Regions from separate parts of the Mus musculus genome. Here regions 2 and 3 are each linked to region 1. A link is a contact called in public promoter capture Hi-C data. All regions are on one chromosome and are shown on one strand. Each heading gives the region's core, a stretch centred on a gene start, on an enhancer-like site or on the middle of the called end of the contact. The rest is flanking DNA. Distances are from core to core; before and after follow the strand shown.

Evidence for each region. Promoter capture Hi-C pulls out the DNA fragments that hold promoters and counts their contacts.
Region 2: a contact with region 1 is called in a promoter capture Hi-C map of liver, with 5 times the contacts expected there. The contact joins the promoter of Caly here to the promoter of Rnh1 in region 1. A contact is called at or near these places in 15 of 39 promoter capture datasets (the 3T3-L1 cell line, 3T3-L1-derived adipocytes, cranial neural crest and 8 more), 1 of 15 datasets of contacts at CTCF or cohesin (embryonic stem cells), 5 of 484 Hi-C or Micro-C datasets (cerebellum, cortical neurons, embryonic stem cells and 1 more), 5 of 115 datasets of contacts at active chromatin or transcription factors (the SCID.adh cell line, SST interneurons, large pre-B cells and 2 more) and 1 of 9 other capture datasets (embryonic stem cells).
Region 3: a contact with region 1 is called in a promoter capture Hi-C map of embryonic stem cells, with 6 times the contacts expected there. The contact joins the promoter of Tubgcp2 here to the promoter of Rnh1 in region 1. A contact is called at or near these places in 3 of 39 promoter capture datasets (cranial neural crest, embryonic stem cells and pre-B cells), 1 of 484 Hi-C or Micro-C datasets (B cells), 5 of 115 datasets of contacts at active chromatin or transcription factors (T-cell acute lymphoblastic leukemia, embryonic hindbrain, large pre-B cells and 2 more) and 1 of 9 other capture datasets (adipose tissue).

What each region holds. Positions count from the first base shown.
Region 1 is chr7:141,166,704-141,170,553 of GRCm38.p6, reverse strand. It overlaps Rnh1 (ribonuclease/angiogenin inhibitor 1), which reads left to right and starts at 1,618. Exons shown (of 10, transcript NM_145135.3): 1 at 1,618-1,878; 2 at 3,767-3,850. The coding sequence starts at 3,786.
Region 2 is chr7:140,080,314-140,084,731 of GRCm38.p6, reverse strand. It overlaps Caly (calcyon neuron-specific vesicular protein), which reads left to right and starts at 2,184. Exons shown (of 5, transcript NM_001190385.1): 1 at 2,184-2,270.
Region 3 is chr7:140,034,551-140,038,609 of GRCm38.p6, reverse strand. Tubgcp2 (tubulin, gamma complex associated protein 2) reads left to right here and starts at 1,936. Exons shown (of 18, transcript NM_001286007.1): 1 at 1,936-2,263. Zfp511 (zinc finger protein 511) reads right to left here and starts at 2,219. Exons shown (of 6, transcript NM_027201.1): 1 at 2,004-2,219; 2 at 1,717-1,790; 3 at 1,189-1,390; 4 at 970-1,094. The coding sequence starts at 2,156.

The DNA.
Region 1 (3,850 bases), core at 369-2,868:
GCCAGCCACATGGCTTGCCTGAACCCAGGCTCCTAAGTTGGTAGCCCCTGCCATTTGTCTGTGGGTACTCAGTATCCATGAAAACAACTACAGCTCTCACCTTAAAAGGAATAAGAGATAGTTTATTCTGGAGTCATTGTTAGTGACCATGGCCTGAGAACACAGATTTAGGTTACTCCAGATTCTGTGTTCCCATGGAGGTAGTTTCATGACGTTTTGTAGTTTTACAGAAGAAAATAGTAGTAAACAAGGCAAGTTTAAGTACATTGAAGGGTACATCAGAGAGATTGGTACAACAAGAGGAAGGAAGCTTTTCTGTAAGTCCAAGATGCCAACTGATGACATTCTTGGCTTTTGGTTAGTGGAAGCTACTGGTCTGCTAAAGGATTCCAAAAGGATGCTGGGTGTGGTGACACTTGCCTTTCCTACCAGCAGTCAGGGGGAAGAGGAAGCCACATCTCTGTGAGTTGTAGGCCAGCCTGATCACAAGATATTAGTTGCAACACAGGTAGGCAAGGAAGAGCTGTTCTAGAGGGGTAGAACTAGCCCAGGATAAGGCAGCCTCTGGAACTGCACCAGCCCAATTTCTCCACAGCACTGAAACTCTAATCAGCCAGTCTCTGTAGATACAGCTTCTTTTCAGGAATTCTCCTTCATGGCAGCAACAAATAAAGGCTGGCTGGCCAAAGTTTTCCTTCTAATTGGGCAGGCTTTAATCTTTCCCCAAAGAACTGATCCCCAACTTCACAGGTCAGTTGTTGGTATTGGTTCCATGAGGATGGCTCTGCAGCGATGAAGATTAAGCTCTGTCTGTAGTGGCCACTGCACAGGGTTTATGAAGCTGAGTTCCAGCCTCTTTTCTTGCCTGTCTCTTTGCCTCCTTCTCTCCCTTCAGGGCTCCCTGTCCCAGGTCTTTTAGGGAACACAATTCCTGATTTCCTATGCTGGCCTGCTAGACTCTCCTTTACTTGTATTATTAAAGTTCCCGGAGGGACTCAGAACAGCATCTGGCAAATGACAAGTGTTTAACAAACACTTAGGTGGATGGATGCCAGTTCCTTGGCAAGGGTGTGTGTGGCCATTTGTGCAAGAGAGCAGGGCTCCTGAGTGACAAACTCTCAATGCTGACTTTTTCCACAGTGCTAGAATCCCAGCACTCAGGAAGCAAATCTGCATGTTCAAGGCCCTCCTGGGCTACACATCAAGACCTTATTTCAAAAATACAGAAACCAAAAGCAAATCCTATAACTTGGGAGTATGTTACAAAGTTTAAACATGGGCTGGAGGGATGGCTTAGGACACTGCTCTTCCAGAGCACCCAGGTGTAGTTCCCAACACCTGAATGGTGGCCATTCCCCAAGAATCTGATACCCTCTTCTGGCCTTCCTGGGCACGATGCACAGATATATATGCAGATGAAGCATTCATATATAAACGATATTTAAGACAAATATCAGAAATGCTTAGTGACGAAATGCTTGAGAGCCCCATGCATCAGAGGCTCTCGACATCCCAAGCCCTATCCCCAGGGAGAAAGGCTGTTCATAATGAACACTGTTCTAGCCATGAAAACCTGGTCGGCCTGTAGGAGAGATGGGTGTGTTCATACCAGAAGCTCTCATCACAGTCACACCCATTTCGTGGCAGCTGTGGATCATTTTACGTATTTTTAGTCAGGCTCAAAGAAGTGACTCAGGTTTGTCAAGTTCTGTTCCCAAAGTGCAGCCTGCATGTGGGAGGGACAGACCTAGTGGGCGGTCTCCAGTAGGCAAAGTGAAAGGCTAGTTGGGGCCAGAGAAAGAGAAGCGGCGAAAGTCTCTACGCCCCGCCCTGGGCGGAAGAAAACGGATCGTCTGGGACCTCTTGCAGCGGCACCAGGTGAGCAAGGGCCATGTTCCGGGGCGCCCGGCTGCCTTTGAGAGTTTTTTTCGGGTCCCTTCCTGGCCCTCTTAATACGTGGCAGAGCGGCTGGACCAGAAGGTTTGAGGGATCAAAAAATTGGGCGGGGGCGGGATCACGGGCCCGGCGAGTCTCTGAGGCCTGTTCCTCCCTTAGGGTGACACATTTGTGCCTCAGAGGAGCCTTGCTTGGTGCTTGAAGGCTGACCTCATAGCTCCGTCGCCAGCGACCTGTTCGCTCGCTCACTTTAAGGCCCAAAGAGGGTGTCTTCAGATCCTAGGATTAACCCAACAGCTAGGAGCAGCTAGTTAGCAATATCCAATCACATCAAAGCAGAGGCCTGAATCATGCTTCTAAGCCAGGCTGGTGGGACCTCCTGCCTGGTCCCAAGGCCAAACAGGGGGAGGAGTGTGGGAGAAGAACCAGCTGCCTGGGTTCTTTCACATCCCTTGCCCCTGACCTCAGATGATCGTCAGGACTGGCTGGCACCCTGCCTCCCATAAAGTCCAGTCCTGTGCTTTCCTCAAAGGTAGATACTCTAGGACCCTGTAGTCTGTAGTGCATAAGAGAGCAGGTGTGGGTTGCACCTGTGACTAGAAGTACTGTAGCTACCCCACCCCAGTGGCAGTGCCCTAGTGATGACTGGCTTTGGATGACACATCTGATCCAGGCAGTGCTGGTTTTACTCCCTGGCGAGTTGTGGGTGGGGCTAACTGGTTTCTCCATGCCCTGGCTATATGTCCACAGTGAGTTATCTCTGCCGTTGCCTCAGTTTTCCCTGTCACTAGCCCTTGTGTCAATATGTGTAAAGTGCTCCTGGTTAGCATTAAGGGGGTATCCTCCTAGCCCTGGGAAGGAAGGGGAAGACCCCGTTAGTAAAGCCATGTTGTGCCAGGCACTGTAACTTCACACAGAGCTGTTTGCCAGTTTCGGTAACTGTTATAGAGAGCAGCTGAAGTGACTTCTGTTTCTCTTAAACAGAACCTAGTACCGCTCTCCCTTCAGTGCTAGGAGCACAGCACTGATCTCTTCTTTCAAGCCTTCCAGGATACCCACATGCTGTCCAGGCTAGCTTGCTTGACAGATAGTTGCTTAGGAATGTGGAGACATGGGTATTTGTCTCTAGGCCTCAGATACATCCTTCCACAGCCAGTGCCTGTCATGCTTATTCAGGTTGTCAGAGCCTGTAACCTGTTTGTCCCAGCTTTCCTAGTGTGATACACTGCCTGGATCCTTTGCAGGCTGGGCCTGAGCTGGCTGAGGATTGTGAGAAGTTGGTCCTGGCCTGAGTCCCTAGACTCAGAAGGAAGTCACAGAAGCAAAAGCTATAGTGACTGCCTCTGAATACTCTCCTTTTCCCCCAGAGTCCTGTGCCTTCCTGCCCTTAAGGTGGTTGCTTGTGTCCAGGCTTCATGCTCCCTGGCCTTTGACTTTGTATAGGGCTTGGCAACAGTAGAGTATGGTGCTGGACCAACTTGTTCTCAGAGTAAGAAGTAGGCTGAATCAGCAGTAAGCCCCACTACTGGAGTTTCCAGACCGTAGCCAGGCTCCCACAAATAAGCAGGTTTCCAGGCCAGAGTTGGTATCCTGGTGCTGGGTGACTGGGTTCCTTCAGAGGCTAGGGGGTGACTGTGTCGCATAGTCCTAGGCTCTCAGGTTCTGCTCCTCTTAATGGTACCATGTAGTTAGCTTCTCCCTGATAACTTATTTCCGGGATACTCAATGTGTGGACAGACTTGCTGGGGAGAGGCTGGGCCCCTACTGGAAAAAAATACTCTCTTAACTTTTGGACTCATCTTTTTACAAATTCTAGCCTGTCGAGATAAGAAATTTTCTCAAGAGCTCTCTTCCTTCTTCTTTTGCCCAGACTGCACTGTGCACCCACCATGAGTCTTGACATCCAGTGTGAGCAGCTGAGTGATGCCCGGTGGACAGAGCTCCTTCCTCTGAT
Region 2 (4,418 bases), core at 935-3,434, 1.1 Mb after region 1:
GAACCCTGGCTAATTGGTAGAATGCTTGCCAAACATGCAGAGAGCCTTGAGTCCCATCCTGAGGACCACATAAGTGGGTAGCGTGGTGCACACCTGTAATCCCAGCACTCAAGGGGTGGAGTCAAGAGGACCAAGGATTCTTTGCCATTCTAGGCTACACAGAGTATTCAAGGCCAATGCTGTCACAAGAGCAGAGAAAAAGAGAAGGGAAAGAGAAACAGAAGAAGAGAGAAGGAGGAGGAGAAGGAAGAGGAGAAAAAGAAGTAGGAGAAGAAGAGGAGGAGGAAGAAGTAAAGATGGGATCTTCAAGTAGGCTCTAATCCAGTATGATCGATGTCCTTTAAGAGTAGATTAGGACACTGACAGATACTCTCTACAGAAGTGGAGGAGCAGGCTTTCAGCAGGACCTTCACCAGCACCTTGATCTCAGAGCTTTGGCCTCCAGAATAGTAAGACTAATTTTAGTCTGTGGCAGTTTGTTATTACAGACTGGCAGGATGATGCCAATGTCGATAATGAGACAATAGCAAATATTGATGAATATGGAGAACCAATAATGGGAACAAAAATAGTACAGCCACTTTGGGTAAAACAGTTTAGCATTTTCTTTAAAAGTTAAATGTTGGGCCTGGAGAAGTGGCAACATTATTAAGGACACTTGATGCTCTTGGATTGGTCCAGAGTTCAGTTCCCAGCACCCATGTTGACAGCTCACCACAGTTGCACTTTCCAGCATCTACCCAAGAGCAATAGAAGCATGTGTCTAACGAAGACTTGGTCAGGAATGTTGTTACATGTCATGCAACAGACACAAAGGAGAACAATTCAGATACCTGTCTGCGGACAAGCCGTGATTCACGACAGCAAGAGGGTTCCAGTCAGGGCTGGAGAGATGGCTCAGCGGTTAAGAGCACTTGACTGTTCTTCTGAAGGTCCTGAGTTCAAATACATGGTGACTCACAACCATCCGTAATAAGATCTGATGCCCTCTTCTGGTGTGTCTGAAGACAGCTACAGTTTACTTTTGTATAATAATAAATAAATCTTTAGGCTGGATTGAGTGGGCTCCACCAGAGTGAGCAGAGGTCCTGAATTCAAATTCCCAGCAACCACATGATGGCTCACAACCATCAGTACAGCTACAGTGTACTCATATACATAAAATAAATAAATAAATCTTTTTTAAGGCGGATTCCAGTCAACAGCAAGACAGAACTGTGAACAGAGAGTACTGCTGCCTCGAGCGGAAGACCAGGAGAAGCACGGCCACTAGAGATGCCCTGTGTGAAGCGAGGCATACTATCAACTAAACATCTGTCCAGTGCCTTCTGCATATTACCATTATTCAGGCACCAGTGACCAAGCAAGACAAGGCCAGTCCTAGGAAAGCTTCCAGCCCAGAAATTCAGACATGGAAAGGCGTCTAGAGGAGCGCCCTCTAGGTCAGAGGCCAACCACAGCTGTCCTGACCCCAGCTTCTATTGTGAGATCTCAGGGGAAGGAACAGGCTCTCCCTTAACCCCTGGAATCCCAGCTGGAGGAGCAGCCAGGGCTCCTCTGGTCTCCTGGTTGCCCCCCTGCAGTGAAGTGACATGAGATGTGAGAACTGGTGTGATGTATGCCTTTGCATGCTGTGTGTGTCAGGGGTGTAAATTGTGTATGAAGTGTGTCTTAGCAATATGTAGCCGGGCAGTGGTGGCGCACGTCTTTAATCCCAGCACTTGGGAGGCAGAGGCGGTGGATTTCTGAGTTTGAGGCCTGGTCTACAGAATGAGTTCCAGGACAGCCAGGGCTACACAGAGAAACCCTGTCTTGAAAAACAAAAAACAAACAAATAAACAAAAATCAACAACAAAAAAAAAGAAAGAAAGAAAGAAAGAAAGAAAGGAAGGAAGGAAGGAAGGAAGGAAGGAAGAAAGAAAGAAAGGAAGGAAGGAAGAAAGAAAGAAAGAAAGCAAGCAATATGTGCGTATGGGAGGGTGAAGTGTGTATCAAGTATGTGAAATGTATTTCGTGGGTGTGTGAAGTGCTTGTGTCAGGTGTGTGAGTGTGATAAGAGACAGTGCAGAGATCTGCCGTGGGAGGGGGTGTGAGGCCACCTGAGCCACAGTGGTCCCTCCTCCAGCCTGCATCTCCATGGCAACCACAGCCTCGCTCTCAGGCTTCAGCCCCTAGCCCGCCCCGCCTGGTGGTGAAGCGCCTGGAACTGCATCCTCCGCATCTACACTGCATCCCTGTCCTCCCGCGACTGCGTCCTGCAGCAACTGCCTGTGAGCCATTTCCACGTTTCTCCTTTTGGAATGGGGACGAGGGGGCCAGCATGTGTGCGTGGGTGTGCAAGGGTGCAGGGATGTGAGAGGTGCGAGGAAGGGGGCGGGTGCAAGAGTGTGTGACTGTGCGTCTGTGGGATGTACGTGCAAAGATATGGGTGTAGGGGTTGAGAGTCTATGTGGGAGTGATTTGACTGATCCGATGTCTGCCAGAGCGGTGGAGCACAGCCATCTCCTTCCTGTGGTCTCCACTAGAAGTCAGGTTGGCCCCGCTGGCTCCGGTGGAGGGTGGTCATTAGACCTCTCGGGACAGTTGGGGGCAGCAGCTCTGCTGGCTTGAGGTGGATGGAAAGGTCCCTAGACCTCAAGGTATGTCGAGAAACCCCTACAGGCCAGTGGCAGCCTGGACATTAGGAAGAATTATGGCTGCTCAGCCTGCACAAACCCCATATGAAGCTGCAAATCCTTATCCTGGGCATAGTAGGGTAGCAGGGGCGGCGGGACAGCTGGACCTCATCTCGCCCAGTTCATGGTGACTGCAGACCCCCTCCTTGTGGGCTGGCTCCACCTCTGCAGGTCTGGGAGAGCCAGTGGGAGCTGTGCATCTCCAAGGTGGCCCAGGGGCAAAACCGTCAGCTCCTGTTCGGGTCTGACTGCTGGGTGCTGGGTGTTAAAAAAGGAAACAGCTCGATGGAGAGAAAGGGATTAGCAGAAGGGGTGTTGCCCAGAACATTGAGCGTTAGGGCCTGATGGGGGTCGCTGAGTGAAGGTTAAAGGATGGTAGGAGGTATGATAGCCATTTGTCTCAAACCACCTGCCGCGGGGCTTGGCTCTAGATGCTGGGCCACAGGTGGCTGGTGAGTGTCGGGAGCCACAAGCAGCTGTGCCCCTCCTCTCTGTCCCTCTTTGCTTGGGCCCCACAGAACAACAGCCGTTCAAACTGGAGGCAAACATCTATGACCTAAAAGGCTTGGGTGCAAGCAGACCAGGGTGGGCACTGCGGCAGCGTCGTAAGAGGAGAGCACGAGCCCCCACCAATGTGCACTTCTGTGTGACGCAGCATGAAAGGGTCCGTGTGAACGTGAGTCTGTGACCTCTAACCCAGCTTTTATGGGTTTTCAAATAAAAATTCGCATCCTCCAATATTTGTCCGTCAGCGTCTTGTTGGTGCATAGACCGTGATCAGAGATACCCGCCCCACCACCCCCGGAGAGCGCTGAAAATGAAAAACAAACTCTCGGGAGACCAAATGACAGAGTGGGATAGAGGGGAGGACCCGTGGATGATGTTAGGAAGTCTTCCCAATTCTAAACCTTTATGACCCCTATCATCTTCCCAGCGGGAACCCCAAAATCCTAGATGGAATCTTCTGGTGTGCTGAGAGAAGGTGAGAGTTGTCCACTCTTGGGATGCGATGTTCTGCCTGACGACGGAGGGCTAGAAATTTGACAGGGAGCGAAAGGCCTGCCTTTGTTGCCATGGGAACCCGAGATGACGTAAACTAGCCCTGGCCGCTGCATCACCCAGGCAACCATAGGCGGAGCTCTTGGGGAGGCAGAGGTCTTTTGTCGTAGAGGCTTGAATGCTTGGGACGACATCGTCTATCCGTTCCGATTTCTTTCCTGGTTCTTTTACCTCCTTGTATTACCTGGCCGGCCGTTTATATTCCTTATAATTTCTGATCCATCTCTATCACAATGCCCAGCGGATGGGCCCTAAGCCGTCCGGTTCCCCTTGGGCTCAGGGCCAACCTTGAGCCAGCTGCCTCACTAGGACCGGATCCACCCCATAAGGAAATTCTTTATTGACACTCCATTAAGGCTGGGCCAGGCACTAGGTCACCTATGCCACGCGTCAAAGGGACCGGGTTCTAAAGGGCCTGCCAGAGATAGGGAGGGTGTGCATGAAGATACTGCTTCCTTCCCTCCTCTTATAGCCACCGCTCCCTCATCCCCTACCCAGCCTTCCTTCTCTACTTTCTTGTCCTGAGAAGTTCTGCACCCAGCTGCCCCTGACGCTGTGTTCCTCAGGCTCTGTCACGTGTAGGTCTGGAGGGCTCCTGGCTTTCTGAGGGAGTCTGTCCAAAATAACCACAACTTTTACCATCCTGGAGGCAAGAAGTCCAAAACCAGATTTCCCCAGAGCTGT
Region 3 (4,059 bases), core at 687-3,186, 1.1 Mb after region 1:
TACTGAGTTATAGCCCAGCCCCCAAATGTCTTTCCACGAGGGAGAGATTTACTAAAATCAACTAGATAACATAGATTCTTGCCACTACTTCCAATGAGCTAATCCAGCTCTGTAGAAATCGACAAGTATTGAAGACTCAGATCTCCTGAAGCACTCCACCGTGCAATGGGGCTCTGCATGATTGAAAACAGACTCCAATTCAGACACATTTTATTTGTTTGTCTTTGTGTGTGTGCTTAGGTGTATATACTCATGTGTGTGGTGTACGTTTATATGTTGAGGACCAAAGACAACCTCAGGTGCCATTTCCTAGGAGCCATCTACCTGGATGAGACGAGGTCTCTCACTGGGACTCAGAGCTCACAGATGAGGCTAAGCTGGCTGGCCTAACTCCAGAACTCTCTGTCTTCACTTTCATGGTGCTAGCATTGTATGGTGCACGCCATACTTGGATTTTTAAGGTAGGTGCTAGGGATTGAACCGCAAACTTATGCACTTCACAGAATGAGCTGTCACCTCATCAATGCACTACCAAAGGATCATGGGAGTTCATGGAAAGGAGTCACTTTTTAAAGGAAGCAAAGAAGCATTATTCTAAAAGTTATTCCAGGAATTATTCTCCTTAGGGCAGTCTAAACAGTCATGCTAACAGACAGCTTTGTTGGCAAGTTTATAAAAGTAAGCAGAGAGAGAGAGAGAGAGAGAGAGAGAGAGAGAGAGAAACCCTAGGGGGTTCCATGGGAGAAGTGTGAAGAGCACACAGGGGATTCCATGGGAAAAGCACACACACTTGGGACAGTCCCCAGTGCCCTGCTGGTAGCATCAGAGGGCCATGGAAGACACCACACCAGCACAAGCACTTGCTAGCACCTCACCCTCTGCTCTGTTAGTGTCCTCACTAAGATTTGATTACAGTGTCTGTTCCCAGGCTTAAGACTGGGGACAGTCACAACTGGGTCCCTCACGTACCCTCTGTTCGTCTTGGGCTTATCAAATCGGAAATCCGCAGGGTACAGGTGTAGCCTCACCATGTGATCCTTCCGGTCTTGGCTGGTCTTGAACTTCTCTGGGCAGCTTTCAACCAAGCACTGGTACTACAAAGAATAAAGTGTCACCTCTACTCTCACCCTGCCCTAAGCCCTAATCCCAGTCACCACTGCAGATGCACCCAGTGCAGTCAGCACCCACCATGTCTTGCCTCTGGGCCAGGATCTGAAACAGAGAGTCGTGCCATTCCAGGATGTGGACATCCAGCAAATGCCCAGAGGGGAAGGCACGGTTGCAGAAGGAGCAGGTGTTTCCATGCATCATGTGGTAGTGGTGCTGGTAGTCTTCTATGGCGGCAAACACTTGGCAACAGCCAGCCACCTGACAGGTGAACTCAGGCACCCTGGGAAAGGAGGTGTGTCTCTTGGAAGAATGTTTCCCCCTTCCCCCAACTATCCCAAGGCAGGAATTCCGGCGGAACTTCTTACCCATATTCCAGCTGAGCCTGAAACAAGAAGAGCGCTTCTTGTGCCACCCCAAACCTTACTAACAGACTAGGGGAGGGAAGTCCAGCCAAGCCATGCTCCTGTTAGGGCAGGGTGGTGCTAAGTGGATGCTACTCGGGTGTCAACTGGGAGGGGTCGGAGTCCCAGGGTGTAAGCGGACGAGAGAGGAGGAATCAGGATAGCGCTAGCAAGCCGAGTAAGGCCTCGAAGCCAAGGTGCTCACATGGATTTTTCCGGCGTCTCGGACACTTGCGTGAGCATGTCCTGCAAGTACAGGTGCCGCTGCACATCCCCATCCTACAGAAGACACGCGTCAAGAGCTGTGGGTGGACTCCGGCATCGAAGCCACGCCCTACAGCTCGGAGCCACGCCCCAACCCATAGAGCTGTGTCCAGCCCCTTGATCCGGTCCACAGGTCCGGTCCCCACAAGCCCCGCCCACAGCGACAGTCTTGCTTCTAGGCCCCTCCCTGTGGGGCTCAGGACATCTTCCGCCCGGGTTGTCACGCACCTCGAAGAATTCGTGATCCCGCGGGAAGCGCACGGCACGCGGCGCGAATCGGAAGGGTGCCTCCCCAGCCGCAGGGTTCCTCTCCACGGGCAGCGGTTCGGCTGCCCCCGGCTCCCCGGCCAGGCGGGAATATAGTGCAGGGGGAAGCAACATCACCACGGCCGCCGCGGCCCTTCGGCCACCGTCGGAGGGGTGGTGACGGACGTGACGTCTACTAACTTCCTGTGGCGACCCTGCGGGGCGGGACGCGACGCGCGGAGGTGAGTCAGGGCTGGGTCTGTGTTGTGGCGGGAACTGGTCGGAGAAGGGCGGGGCTGGAGCCGGGCGCGGGATCGGGTACCGGAGCCAGGCTGGCCTGCAGCGGGGAAGAGCCTGATTCTCTTGGGCCTCTGCCGCCGGCGGTTCCGTCCGCCAGCCCGGGCTTGTCTCGCTCCACGGTGCGACTGCCTCTCTGGCTCTTTCAGTCCTCTCCAGGAGTCCAATTGGAGGCAGTGGCCTTGGGAAGTTCGTGGTTAGTGTGACTCCTCTCTTGACAGCCCCGCGGTGACTGCGGTGCTGGCCTGCGGGTTTTCTGCATCTGCTGCTGGTGCTCGGGGTTCAGGGGTGAAGGGATCAGGGCCTGCTGCAGTAGAGACAGGTGTGGAAAGAAACCCTAACCTAAACAAAAAGACGATCGAAACGTGCGGCTGACACTTTGAGGGGCTTTAACTTTGCTCCTCTACCAAAGTAGGTCACCCTCCCCCAGTATGAATATAAGTGTCAAGAAAGAAGGGACGCTACTGTTTAATAGATACAAATGAAAGCCTTTTGGGATTATTCTCCCTCTCTCTCAGCCCAGGCCTTGCTCGGTCTGTTTCTCTTTCTCTCTGTTCTGGATTCTTCCAAATGTCTCTGGATGTTTTCTCTCTTATTTATAGTAAAACCTTCCCCCTAAGGAGAGGGACCTGGGGAGCAGGGAGAGGCACGGGCGGGGGGGCGAAGAAGAGAAGGAGGGAGGGATGAAGGAAGGAAAGCCTTTCTGTAATTAAGCCCTGGAAATGAGCGTTTCTATGTCTTTAGACAGCTGCTTATGACCAGGCGTGATATCATCTCTCTCACTTTTGTCTCTGTAAAAGTATTTGGATTCTTGACATTTTGCAAATGATAAAATGTTTTTGACAGGCCATGTCTTGGTTAGGTGTTTTGTTTTGTTTTTTGTTTTTTGTTTTCGAGACAGGGTTTCTTTGTGTATCCTGGCTGTCCTGGACAACTCACTTTGTTAGACCAGGCTGACCTCAAACTCAGAAATCCACCTGCCTCTGCCTCCCAAGTGCTGGGATTAAAGGCATGCGCCACCACTGCCCGGCTTGGTTAGGTGTTTTGTTTGGGGGCTTTTGTTTGTTTTTTACTGTGTAGTCCTGGCTTGTTCTGAGACCAGACTGGTCTTGAACTAGGAGATCTGTGACTGTCTGTGCTTCCTAAGTGCTGGGGATTAAAGGTGAATGTCTCACACACACACACACTCACACACACCCAGGCCAGCCTGCTTTCTTGCTCAGGGGGTGGCACCCCCACACACAGTGATCCAGGCCTTCCCCCATTAGTCATCAATCAAAGAGATGCCCCATAGGTATTGATTACAGGCTAAATCTGATAGAAACAGTTTCTCAATGGAGATTCCATCTTCTCAGATATGTCTAGGTTTGTGTCAAGTGTACAAAAGCCAACCGGCACAGGCTGGTTTTATTATCTAGGAGCCTGTAGTGGTTCTCAACCTTCCTAATGCTTCGACCCTTTAATACAACAGTGCGTGTATTGCTGACCCCCAACCATAAAACTATTGCCTTACTACTGTTACGAATCATCCTGTAAGTACTTGATATGTAAGATATCTGACACGTGATGCCGGTGGAAGAGTTGTGGGGTCTTGACCCACAGGTCGGGAACCTCTGCTCCAGAATCTTCCCTCTTCATACCTCTCTACCTCCACCCCAACTTTGTTTTAATCATTGGCCGTTAAAAGTATGCACCTGACTTGCTCATGATTGGTTATGCCAGACTTGCTAATAAATAAGTT